Linked DNA regions of Mus musculus: regions 2 and 3 are each linked to region 1. A link is a contact called in public Hi-C and promoter capture Hi-C data. All regions are on one chromosome and are shown on one strand. The core of a region is the stretch at or near the end of the contact, and the rest is flanking DNA. Distances in the headings are between cores, read along the strand shown. Region 1 holds the start of Kcnc1 (potassium voltage gated channel, Shaw-related subfamily, member 1). Region 2 holds the start of Ldhc (lactate dehydrogenase C). Region 3 holds the start of Kcnj11 (potassium inwardly rectifying channel, subfamily J, member 11).

What was found. Promoter capture Hi-C pulls out the DNA fragments that hold promoters and counts their contacts. Hi-C and Micro-C count contacts between places; a contact is called where the count stands out from the background.
Region 2: a contact with region 1 is called in a promoter capture Hi-C map of embryonic stem cells, with 2.1 times the contacts expected there. The contact joins the promoter of Ldhc here to the promoter of Kcnc1 in region 1. A contact is called at or near these places in 2 of 39 promoter capture datasets (embryonic stem cells and liver) and 1 of 484 Hi-C or Micro-C datasets (bone marrow-derived macrophages).
Region 3: a Hi-C map of cortical neurons shows a contact between it and region 1, with 6 times the contacts expected there. The contact joins the promoter of Kcnj11 here to the promoter of Kcnc1 in region 1. A contact is called at or near these places in 10 of 39 promoter capture datasets (the 3T3-L1 cell line, cranial neural crest, embryonic stem cells and 5 more), 2 of 15 datasets of contacts at CTCF or cohesin (the NIH/3T3 cell line and embryonic stem cells), 42 of 484 Hi-C or Micro-C datasets (the C2C12 cell line, the G1E-ER4 cell line, the N1E-115 cell line and 23 more), 15 of 115 datasets of contacts at active chromatin or transcription factors (acute myeloid leukemia, astrocytes, embryonic basal ganglia and 8 more) and 3 of 9 other capture datasets (adipose tissue, embryonic stem cells and macrophages).

The regions. Positions count from the first base shown.
Region 1 is chr7:46,394,924-46,398,554 of GRCm38.p6, forward strand. Kcnc1 (potassium voltage gated channel, Shaw-related subfamily, member 1) reads left to right here and starts at 1,545. Exons shown (of 4, transcript NM_001112739.2): 1 at 1,545-3,324. The coding sequence starts at 2,755.
Region 2 is chr7:46,859,706-46,863,336 of GRCm38.p6, forward strand. Ldhc (lactate dehydrogenase C) reads left to right here and starts at 1,558. Exons shown (of 8, transcript NM_013580.4): 1 at 1,558-1,596; 2 at 2,058-2,190. The coding sequence starts at 2,065. It overlaps Gm39011 (a long non-coding RNA gene), which reads right to left and starts at 1,539. Exons shown (of 3, transcript XR_882073.3): 1 at 1,459-1,539.
Region 3 is chr7:46,098,246-46,101,876 of GRCm38.p6, forward strand. It overlaps Kcnj11 (potassium inwardly rectifying channel, subfamily J, member 11), which reads right to left and starts at 1,992. Exons shown (of 1, transcript NM_010602.3): 1 at 1-1,992. The coding sequence starts at 1,652. The coding sequence ends at 480.

The DNA.
Region 1 (3,631 bases), core at 295-2,794:
TCACTTCCGGGGTCTCTATTAATCTTAGGATTGGGCTGAGCATCCTGAAAGCCACTGTCCTAGGGATCTGAATCAGGGCCAGGCTGGAGGTGCATCACTCTGGACCAGGAGATGGGACAGACTCTGGCCAGAGAGAGAAGGGCACTGAAAGCCATCTATCCTGCCTCACTCTGAGACCAAAGGGAATGGCTGTCTGGAGGAACGCTGTGATTAGTTTCTGGAGGGAAGAGGTCTCCTCAGACTTTTCTCCTCTTTGTCTGTCCATCTCTGCCCCTTTCTGATAACTCTGCCTCTCTGCCTCCCGCCTCTCACCCCCTCTCTACCTCCCCGCACTTTCCCCCTGTGACATGAAGATCTGTTTTAATTAGTGCTGTGATTCCCACGATCAGGTGGGGAGATAGGTCACAGGTTTGTCCCTAGGCTCGCAACAGTGCCTGGGGGTCAGTATAGACAGACAGCTATCTGCACTGTTAGCCAACAGGTAAGAGTCTCTCGCTTCTTAATTAAATCCCCTGTGCCGGGGCAGCCTGTTCGATTGTAGTGGACAGGAATCAATAAGCATCTTTCATAGCCCAGTGGCCTCTGGAGCTGGGCCTGACCTTCCAGTCCCTCTCAATCCCACCTGCTCACTTCTTTAAAAAGCTGGGAGTCCCTGGAGGTTGAGAGCTGGGTCTGACTTGTCCCGTGTGATTTTTGTACTTGGTAGAGAATCTGGAGCAAGTACGGAATGAGAGCTAATGACTGTTGATTAAATAAACCTAGGGGTGAGTGGCAAGCGTGGGCCAGAAGGACTTTGAAGTTAGAAATACGATCTCTGTCCCCAGCATTAACTTCCAGTATGTAGGGACCACAGCCCTGGACATGCATGGCTCACCACCCAGAGTGCCTGAAGGGGAGCGAGGCCGCCAGTATTCAAGGGGCTGAGCAGTCTTTGTGCATGTTTTCATAAGGTAGTTCAGTTTTCTGGGTAAACTGAGGTCTGTCTGTCATGGTTGTGACTAAGCCACCCTAGAATCAGGAAGGGTTCAAGGCCTGAAAGGGGCCAAAGGGATCAAGAGGGGCTCGGGATTGATCATTAATGGTGAGTTAGGACAGAGGGATGGTGAAAAAGGTATTATTTTACAGTCCCTGTAAGAAGTTATCTCTGAAAGAATCATTGGGCCTTCAGGCTTCCCCGGGAAGGGTCGGTATTAAAAGATTCCTTAAGAGGTCAGTCTCGTCCTGGTCAAGGAATGGCTTGTCTGCTCAGGGTATCAGATGGCTCCTGGGTTAGAAGAGGAGCTGGCCGCCGCCCTTCTCACCTCGGTGTGACGGGGGCGCGGGCCCAGACGTCGCTGGGAGCCTCCGCCCAACAAGTGGAGCTCCCCTAGGGCGGAGCGTCGGCGGGTCCCCACCGAGCAAGAGGCAACGAAGGGCGGGCGCCCCCAGCGCCAGGGTTGAGGGAGGCGGGGTTCGGTGCCGGCCTCGGAGGGGGGCGCAGAATCAGGGCTTTTTAGGACCCAGCGCGGCGCCTCCCTCCGGGGGCGAGTGCGGCTGCGCGCGCCGTGTGCCCGTGTCCGGAGAGCCGCGGGCTGGACGCGGACCGCGCGAACGAGCAAGCGAGCAGGCAGCGGAGCAGCAGCCCGGAGGCAGCAGCGGCGCGGCGGCGGCGGTGGCGGCGGTGGCCGCTCCGCGCCTCGCCTCCCTGGCCTCGCCAGTCTCGCTGCGCCGCGCCCGGACCTGCCACCCCCGCCTACCGGGCCCGACCTCGGCAGCGCCCCTCGCCTCGGCTGCCAGCGCCACCCGCCCTCCTAGAGCAGAGAGCGGAGTGCGGGGCGCAGAGACACCGGAGCCAGTGCCCGCCGGCCCCGCCAAGCAAACCCGGCCGGGAGAACCTTCGCTCGGCCCAGCGCAGCTCCGCAGCCGTCCGGGAGCTGTCCCTTCAGCACCGCCGCGGAAGCCTGAGTCCCAACGCAGCCCAGCGGAACCCCTGACCCAGCCCGAGCGCACAAGGTGCTGCGCTCAGCGGCCGCCCCGCGGGGCAGCACCCTGGTGCCCCTACCCAGGGGACCCGCCATCCCCTCCGGGAGGCGGGGAGAAGGAACGAGGAGGGAGGTCAGGCAGCTTCACCCGCCACCGAGGGGAGTAGGCAGATAGGCAAGGAGAGCCGAAGGGGACCGGTCACGCAGGGAGGAGAGCAAGCCGCATCCGTCCCCACCGCACCGGGAGCGCGCTGCAGCGACCACCGCAGAGCCAAGCGCGGATTTCTCGTAACCCCCTCTTTCCCAGCTGGGGCTGGTCTATCGGTCCGGCCCCCGAAACGGAGCAGCTGACCTTCCCCTAAAAAGCTTTGTGTCGGTTTCTCCATTTTCCCGCTGAGATGATACCGGGAGCCCGGCCCCCCCATCCTCTCTCCCCTCCTCCCGGGCCTCGCCGCTGAGCGCCGCCCCACTCCCTTCCTCCCTCCCTCTTTACCTCCCTCCTCTCTTCCACTGCCTCCTCCGCAGCCAGGCCAGCTCCCTCTCACACTAGGCGCCTTAAAGACCCTAGGGAGCCCGTGCACACACCCCTGGACCCGCACCTGCCTGACAGCTCCCCCTGAGGGAGCTTGGCTCGTTGGTTGGGGTGGGTGGCCAGAGCCGCGGTCCTCTGTGCCCCCCGACGGCTGGGGGGAGGGGGGAAGAGGCCCTGCGCCCCCCTCCCCGTCGCCAACTCCCCCTGGCGGCAGCTCCCATGGGTGTCGCTGGGCCGCGCCATGCCTAAGGGGGCGCCGCGATGGGCCAAGGGGACGAGAGCGAGCGCATCGTGATCAACGTGGGCGGCACGCGCCACCAGACGTACCGCTCGACGCTGCGCACGCTGCCCGGCACGCGGCTTGCCTGGCTGGCAGAGCCGGACGCCCACAGCCACTTCGACTATGACCCGCGTGCCGACGAGTTCTTCTTCGACCGCCACCCGGGCGTCTTCGCTCACATCCTGAACTATTACCGCACCGGCAAGCTTCACTGCCCGGCCGACGTGTGCGGGCCGCTCTACGAGGAGGAGCTGGCCTTCTGGGGCATCGACGAGACGGACGTGGAGCCCTGCTGCTGGATGACCTATCGCCAGCACCGAGACGCTGAGGAGGCGCTGGACAGCTTTGGCGGTGCGCCCTTGGACAACAGCGCCGACGACGCGGACGCCGACGGCCCCGGCGACTCGGGCGACGGCGAGGACGAGCTGGAGATGACCAAGAGATTGGCACTCAGTGACTCCCCAGATGGCCGGCCTGGCGGCTTCTGGCGCCGCTGGCAACCGCGCATCTGGGCGCTGTTCGAGGACCCCTACTCATCCCGCTACGCGCGGGTAAGTGACTGCTTATCCATCGGAAGAACCTGACCCGGAAAGGCAGCCTTTGCCGCTTCCTGCGGGCAGGGTGCAGTGGACAGTGAGTGCCCAGAGTGTTCTGAACACGAAGGGGGTGTGTACGTGTACGTGTGTAAGAGAAGGGGTGATTTTGCCATGATAACTGGGTTTATATACATGAGTTTGTGTTGCCGGTTGTATATGAAAGTGTGTGTGTGTGTGTGTGTGTGTGTGTGTGTGTGTGTGTGTGTGTGCTGTGCATGCATATTTATGTAACTGTGCGCTGGTGTGTATTTGGATGGATAAA
Region 2 (3,631 bases), core at 308-2,807, 460 kb after region 1:
TTCAGCAAGCTGCAGACCCCTTGCTTCACGGATAGGACACTTTGCCCTTACTGGAGATGACTCTAGTTACGGACTTGCCTTTCCCGCACATAATACTTCTGCCAGAACCACGGGTGGGCTTACAGCATGCCATGTCCACAGTCATTGCTTCTGACCAAGAAACTGGCTTTCCAGCCAGAGAAATGTGACAGTGGGCCCAGCATGCTCATGGACTCACTGGTCTGCCATGTTCCACAGCCACGCTAAAGCACCTGTCCTGGTAAGAGTGAGCTGGCTCCTTGAAGACCCCATCACAGCACTGGTTAAATGGCAGCAGCCTGGAGGGCTAGGGAGAGCTCTCCAGAAGGGAGTGTGTTTGGATCAGCACCCATACACGGCACACTTTCTCCCATAGCCAGGACCCACAGAGCCAGGAATGAAGAGGCAGAAAAAAAAGAGTGGCTCCATTCCCCACCACCCTTAGTGACTCCTCAGGAAATTCTTTGCTTCTTGTTCCTGACACCTAAGTTCTGATGACCGAGAAGTTTTGGTTTTAGAGTGGAGATTGCTCCAGCAATGGCAGAGCATAATATTATTTTGTTACTTCATAACTGTAAGTTTGCCACTGTTAGGAATTGTAAATATCTGATGTGACACCCCCCCCCAACACACACACAAAGAGGTAGCAACCCACAGATTGCGAACCACTGCTTTAGAGAACCCTAACATAGTGTGTGTGTGTGTGTGTGTGTGTGTGTGTGTGTGTGTGTACACATGCATGTGCAAGCTAGTACACACGGAGGCCAGAGGATGCTATCAGGTATTGTTCCCCTGCCCCAAGGTGTCATCCACCCTGTTTTTTGAGACAAGGACACTCATAATTAAAGCTAAGATGGCTGTCTACGGAGCCCCATGGAGCCGCTGTCTCTGCTACCCCCATACATGGATTAATGACTAAGTAACAACTTACACCTTTGTTCTGGGGATTCAAGTCAAACCCTCACGCTTGCATTGGGAGCTTTTTATTGAAGGAGCCTTCTCTCTAGACCAGTAGCGATGTAAAAGCCTCCTAACAGCTAGGTGGTGGGGGCAAATCCCTTTAATCCCAGAGGCAGGTAGATCTCTTGAGTTGGGAGACCAGCCTGGTCTACAGAGTTCCAGGACGGCCAGGGCTACACAGAGAAACCCTGGCTCGAAAGCAAAACAAAACAAAACAAAACAAAAGCAAGCAAACAGACAGATGCCCCCAACCCTCAATGCCTACACACAGATGTAAGGGCAAAGGGTCCATAGGTATGCTCCTCAAACTCAAAGTTCTGCATTTCCTCCCAGCAGAAAAGTGGCCTTTAAAGGGATGCTGGCCAAACTGGCTGCCATCTTCTGTGTGGTCCCAGGGCTTCTACATCTTACACTAGAGGCCTTGGAAACCGTCTGGAGTCGTCTCCTAAAACCTGAGGTAGGCCATGCAGGTGCACGCACCAAGGTACCTGAGCAGGCAGTGGGCGGGGCTTGCGTGCTGACGTTGACTTTGTGACGTTCCTTTTCCGTTATAACTGTTGGCTCCTGGACCCAACAGTTATCCTGGTTTCTTACCTGTGCTGCGGAGTCAGCAGTAAGGTGTGTGTTTTCGGCCTCCCCAGAGGAAGTGGCCAGTGCCTTCTTTCACCTGGGAAGGAAAGCCATTGTAGGCCTGTGAGCTGGGGGGGGGGGGGGGGGGTAGGGGGGAGGGCCTGCAGGGAGGAGGAGCCTGAATGGAGGAGGAGCCTGTCGCCAGAAGTCATCTTTTGCTTCATTGAGGCTTCATTCACTCCCACACTCTAGCTAGAGAAGGCTTTTGCTTCCTTGTGCTCTGCGAACTCCATAGAGTTCCTAGACAGGTGGGATGATCCAGGCCTGCAATCCTAGCACTCTTGAGTGGCTGAGGCTGAGTTCAAGGCCAGCCTAGACTACATATTGACCTCCTGGCTAGCCTTAGATACAATGTGAAACCCTTAACACTCCTCCCTACCAAAAAAAAAGTTGTTTAATGTCTTGCCTACAGGAGTAGGTATTCACTGACGGTCCCTTCTACTCTACAGGCTCAACATGTCCACCGTCAAGGAGCAGCTGATTCAGAACCTAGTTCCGGAAGATAAACTTTCCCGGTGTAAGATTACTGTGGTCGGAGTTGGAAATGTGGGCATGGCGTGTGCTATTAGTATTTTACTGAAGGTAAGTAAGCAATAAAGCCTTCTGGCAGGAAATTAAGCATTAATGGAAACGTGTAAAACCTGTGGTGTTGACAAATTTTAAGTGTTGGCTACGTGTGGTCATTGGCACGGGCCTGTCATCTTAGGACTTGGTAAGTGGAGGCCAAGAAGGTCTGGAGTTCAAGATCATCCACAACTACAGATAACTTTGAGGCTGGGCTGGACTATGTGAAATTCTTGGCCAGAATTCAGAGAGGAGAGGAGAGAAGGGCAGGGCAGGGGAGGGGAGTGGAGGGAAGGGTAGAAGGAGGGAGAAAGGAAATGTTAAGAGAGGGAGAGAAAGAAGAGCAGGGAGAGGAGAGACAGAGAGGCAGAGAGATACAGAGACAGAGTCAGAGATAGAGACAGACAGAGACATAGAGACAGAGAATCAGAGAGATAGAGACAGAGAGAGAGTCAGAGATAGAGACAAAGGGAGACAGAGAGAGACAGAGATTGAGACAGAGACAGAGAGTCAGAGATAGAGACAGAAACAAAGAGACACACAGAGGAGACAGAGAGACAGAAACAGACAAAGACAAAGGCAGACAGATAGTGCCAGAGACAGATAGAGACAGAAATAGAAATAGACACAGAGACACAGACAGAGATAGAGACAAAGAGAGACAGAGACAGAGATTGAGACAGAGACAGAGACAGGCAGGCAGGCAGGCATGGTGGTTTGCAGTGTGATTCTAGCTGAGCAGTTTGCCTGAATTCTGGGATTCCAACCCTGGCCAGCTGAGCGCAGACACTCTCAGATCCTGATTGGAAACTTGCAGAGGAAGGTAGGAAGCTGAGCCAGCTCAATTTCAGAACCCAAAAGTGGAGGTGGGGGAGGCTGAAGGGGAAAGGAGAAAGGGGAACAGGGAGGAAGAGGATGAAAGTCTGGGGAGACAGCTTCCAAGTTCCACTCTGCATCTTAGGCGGGCCGTGCTGCCTAACCCCATCCCACCTGGCCACAGGAGGTAGGTTCTTTTTTTTTTTTTTTTTGCTATGACCAGACAAAAAGCAGACCATCAAGCCGGGGAGATGGTTTAGTGTGCACAGCACTTGCCACACAAGTGTGAGGGAGGATCTGAGATTGAAGCCCTAGTCTCCACAGAAAGCTGGACATGCTCCTGTGTAGCTCTGTGGTCCCAGCACACCTGGAGGTGGGTAGGAAGTGGAGTCAGGAGACGCTGAAAGTTCCTGTGCCTGCTAGCCTGATGTATGCCACAGAAATAAAAATAGAGGCCTTGGATTATATACAAGCAATGTGGAAGGGAAGAGCCTTCCCGAGGTGGCTCAACCCCTGACGTTGGTACCTATGCTGTGGCATGTTCACCACGAAGCATGAATGACTGCACACATACACACACACAAACACACACAAGGATAAGTAATAACAAGAAAATATACCACTGGGAAAATGCAGACTATAC
Region 3 (3,631 bases), core at 742-3,241, 300 kb before region 1:
ATACTTCAGCATGGCACGAACAGGGCTGGGGCCTGGCCAGGTATTTCTTAGTGGCTACAGAAACAACAATAGGCTGCCAACTTGGGGGGTTGCTTTTGCCCAATTACCTGTCTGCTTGTGGCAAGATGAATCATGGAGGGCCAAGACGGGCTTTGAGACCTTAGCTTTAGAGGCCCTGAACCTTCTGTGGTCTCCCCACCGTTGGGCAGGGACACAGGGGTAAACCAGTCCCGAGCTGAGCCTGGGAGGAGCAGGAACAAAAATAACCCGGTACAGGCTCCTGCTGGGGCCAGAAATAGCATAGTGACAAGTATCTTGTAACACCCCAGACACACAGCAGCGGGGAGGCTGAGCCGAGCAGGGTCTTGTCCCACACCAGACCCTCGTCTGGCCAAGAGGCTCGCACCCCACCACTCTACATACCATACTTCACTTTCCACGTGCCCACACAAGTGAGTGGGGGCCTGAGGAACTGCAACTCAGGACAAGGAATCTGGAGAGATGCTAAACTTGGGCTTGGCCTTCGCCACAGCCACACTGCGCTTGCGCAGGGGCCCCCGCGACGAGGCGAGGGTCAGGGCATCCAGCAGACTGCGGTCCTCATCAAGCTGGCGGGCTGTGCAGAGTGGTGTGGGCACTTTAATGGTGTTACCAAATTTGGAGTAGTCCACAGAATAGCGGCCGTCCTCCTCGGCCACAATGGGGACAAAGCGCTGCCCCCATAGAATCTCGTCAGCTAGGTAGGAGGTGCGGGCCTGGGTGGTGATGCCCGTGGTTTCTACCACGCCTTCCAAGATGACAATGATCTCCAGGTCCTGGTGGTGGTGCAGGTCACTAGGAGCCAGGTCGTAGAGCGGGCTGTTGGAGTCGATGACGTGGTAGATGATGAGTGGGGCCACCAGGAAGATGCCGTTACCACCCACGCCATTCTCCATGGGGATGTCTACCTGGTGGAGAGGCACAACTTCGCCCTCGGGGCTGGTGGTCTTGCGCACCACCTGCATGTGGATGGTGGCGCTAATGATCATGCTCTTTCGGAGGTCCCCTACGCGCAGCATGAAGCACAGGCGGCCATGGCGCAGGGTGATCACAGCATGCTTGCTGAAGATGAGGGTTTCTGCCCGCCGATGGGCCTGGGCCGTTTTCATGAAGATGCAGCCCAGCATGATGGCGTTGATCATCAGCCCGACGATATTCTGCACAATGAGAATGAGGATGGCCAGGGGACATTCCTCTGTCACCATGCGCCCGCCGAAACCAATGGTCACCTGGACCTCGATGGAGAAAAGGAAGGCAGATGAAAAGGAGTGGATGCTTGTGACGCAGGGCACATTGGTGCCCTCTCCGGGGGCCAGGTCACCGTGGGCGAAGGCGATGAGCCACCAGACCATGGCAAAGAGCAGCCAGCTGCACAGGAAGGACATGGTGAAAATGAGCAGAGTGTGTGGCCATTTGAGGTCCACCAGCGTGGTGAACACATCCTGCAGGAAGCGGCCCTGCTCTCGAATGTTCTTGTGGGCGACGTTGCAGTTGCCTTTCTTGGACACGAAGCGGGCCCTCCTCTCTCGAGTACGGTACCTGGGCTCTGCAGGGTCCTCTGCCAGCCGGGTCAGCACATATTCCTCAGGGATAATGCCCTTTCGGGACAGCATGGCTCCGTTGGCCCCGGGAAGGGGTTTCCCCCATGGGGGGAGGCACTACACTGGCTTGGCCTAGGGCCTCTTTGTGGGGTCCCCCTCTCTGAGCCCTCTCCTCAGGTTACCCTAAGCTTGTACCAACCTCTAGGCTGGTATGCCCCTCAGCTGGGTTCTGCTTCTCTTTATACTACTAGCCTCAGATGCCGGCTCCACCTGCTCATTGCTTACTGAGCCCCCAACCCAGCTTGTGCTCTACCCGCTCAGCTCTCCTCCACCGCCCCAGGACCCCCCTCTAACTCCCTTTCCCTGGCCCAGCCTTTCTTCTCAAACCACCTCAGAACTTGTCACCTCCGGGTCTCCCAACTTACCAGCCCTCACTCGACCCCCCCCTCAGCACCCCCCCCCCCGCGCTCTTCTCTGACCTCACCCACTTCTGTCCCCGGTCCCCTCCAAGGACCAGCCTTACTTCTTGACCCAGTCTCCTCTCCAGGTGTGCCCCGGATTTCCCATCCCACCCCTCCCCTGGCTCCCTCGCCGCTCTCCCGTTCCTTCTCTAGCCCTTGTCCTCTAGTCTCCTTGGGATCCGGTGCCCTTCGAGTCACCCCGCAACCGTCTACGCTCTGGATCCCCTCGCCCCCCGCCGCCCAGACCCCAGTGGCTCCGCGTCGCGGCCTCCCTGCTGCCCTGCCGCCCGCCCGCAGCCCCCGCCGCCGCTCCGTTCCCACCCCGCCTGTCGCCGCCGCACCTGCTCGTGCTGCTCAAGCAGCGGCCACCTCCCTGCCCCCTCCCACTCCGGGTTGCTCACTCCCGGCCGGCTTCCCTGGCGTGTGTCTGTGAGCCCGTCCTCAGGCACCGACCCGTGCGCGGTGGGGGTGGGAGGCTGCGGGCGGGGGGCTCCCGAGAGCGAGTGCAGCCTCCGCCGCCAGAGGGCGCCAGATCGGCTCCTGAGAGGTAGAGGTGGGCCTAGACGCAAGCCCCGCCCACAGAGGATTCTCGTCCCGCCCTTGCCTGCTCACTGTCCTCAGCCAGGCCATGGGGCTTCAAACTGAGGATGGCTCTGAAGAAGTTGCTTTTGTGGAATTCTCTTAGGTTGGTTCAGCGGCCCCTATACCCCTGACTTCTATTTTTGCCCGGTCCATAGTTAAGTCTTACCTGCCTCTTACACAGCACTTGATACCCAGGGAAAGAAGGCAGCGAAAGGTTACATCATCAACGCAGGGGCAGGGGTGAGAGAAATATTAGTCTCAGAACTTCTCAACCGACGATTCTTCTTCCCTTTGAGGATTATTTTTGATCCTACATCTATTTATTTACTTATTTGTTTATTTATTTGCTTATTTACCTATTCAAGACAGGATTTCTTATAGCCCAGGATGGCTTCAAACTTGGCATGTAGCAGAGTATGACCTTGAACTTCTGCCTCCACTCCCAGAGTTCTGGGATTGCAAGTGCACCGCAAGGCCCTGGCTACCGTCCCTGAGTTTTAAGAGGGTTTGTTCTGCCAGTGTCTGCTTTGCACCCTGTAGACCTTCAGACTGGTTTCTTCCCTTTAGCCCTGGGTGTGTGTGTGTGTGTGTGTGTGTGTGTGTGTGTGTGTGTGTGTGTGTGTGAGAGAGAGAGAGAGAGAGAGAGAGAGAGAGAGAGAGAGAGAGAGAGAGTTTGGGCCTGAGCAGCTGATTCAGGGCTAGCTTGGGTACAGAGTAGGTGACCCAGGTTTTTGTCAAGAACAGTAGTGATGTTTCCATTGCAGATGCCACCCTGGAGTGGCTCCTGGAGATTGATGGAGCTGTAATGGCTTGCCCTGGGGCTCAGACTCTTGAGACAGACCTCTACCCACTGTGTAGCTTGAGTGAAGGCTTGAGGCTGGAGCTAGGGTAATAGGGGCACTGGGAATGCGGGCCACCATGGGACAGTTTCCTTTTGAGCAGGGGACTTTCAGATGGCATTTTCTTCTTTCCAGATCTGCTGGTAGGTATCGTGGACCCTGCTACAAA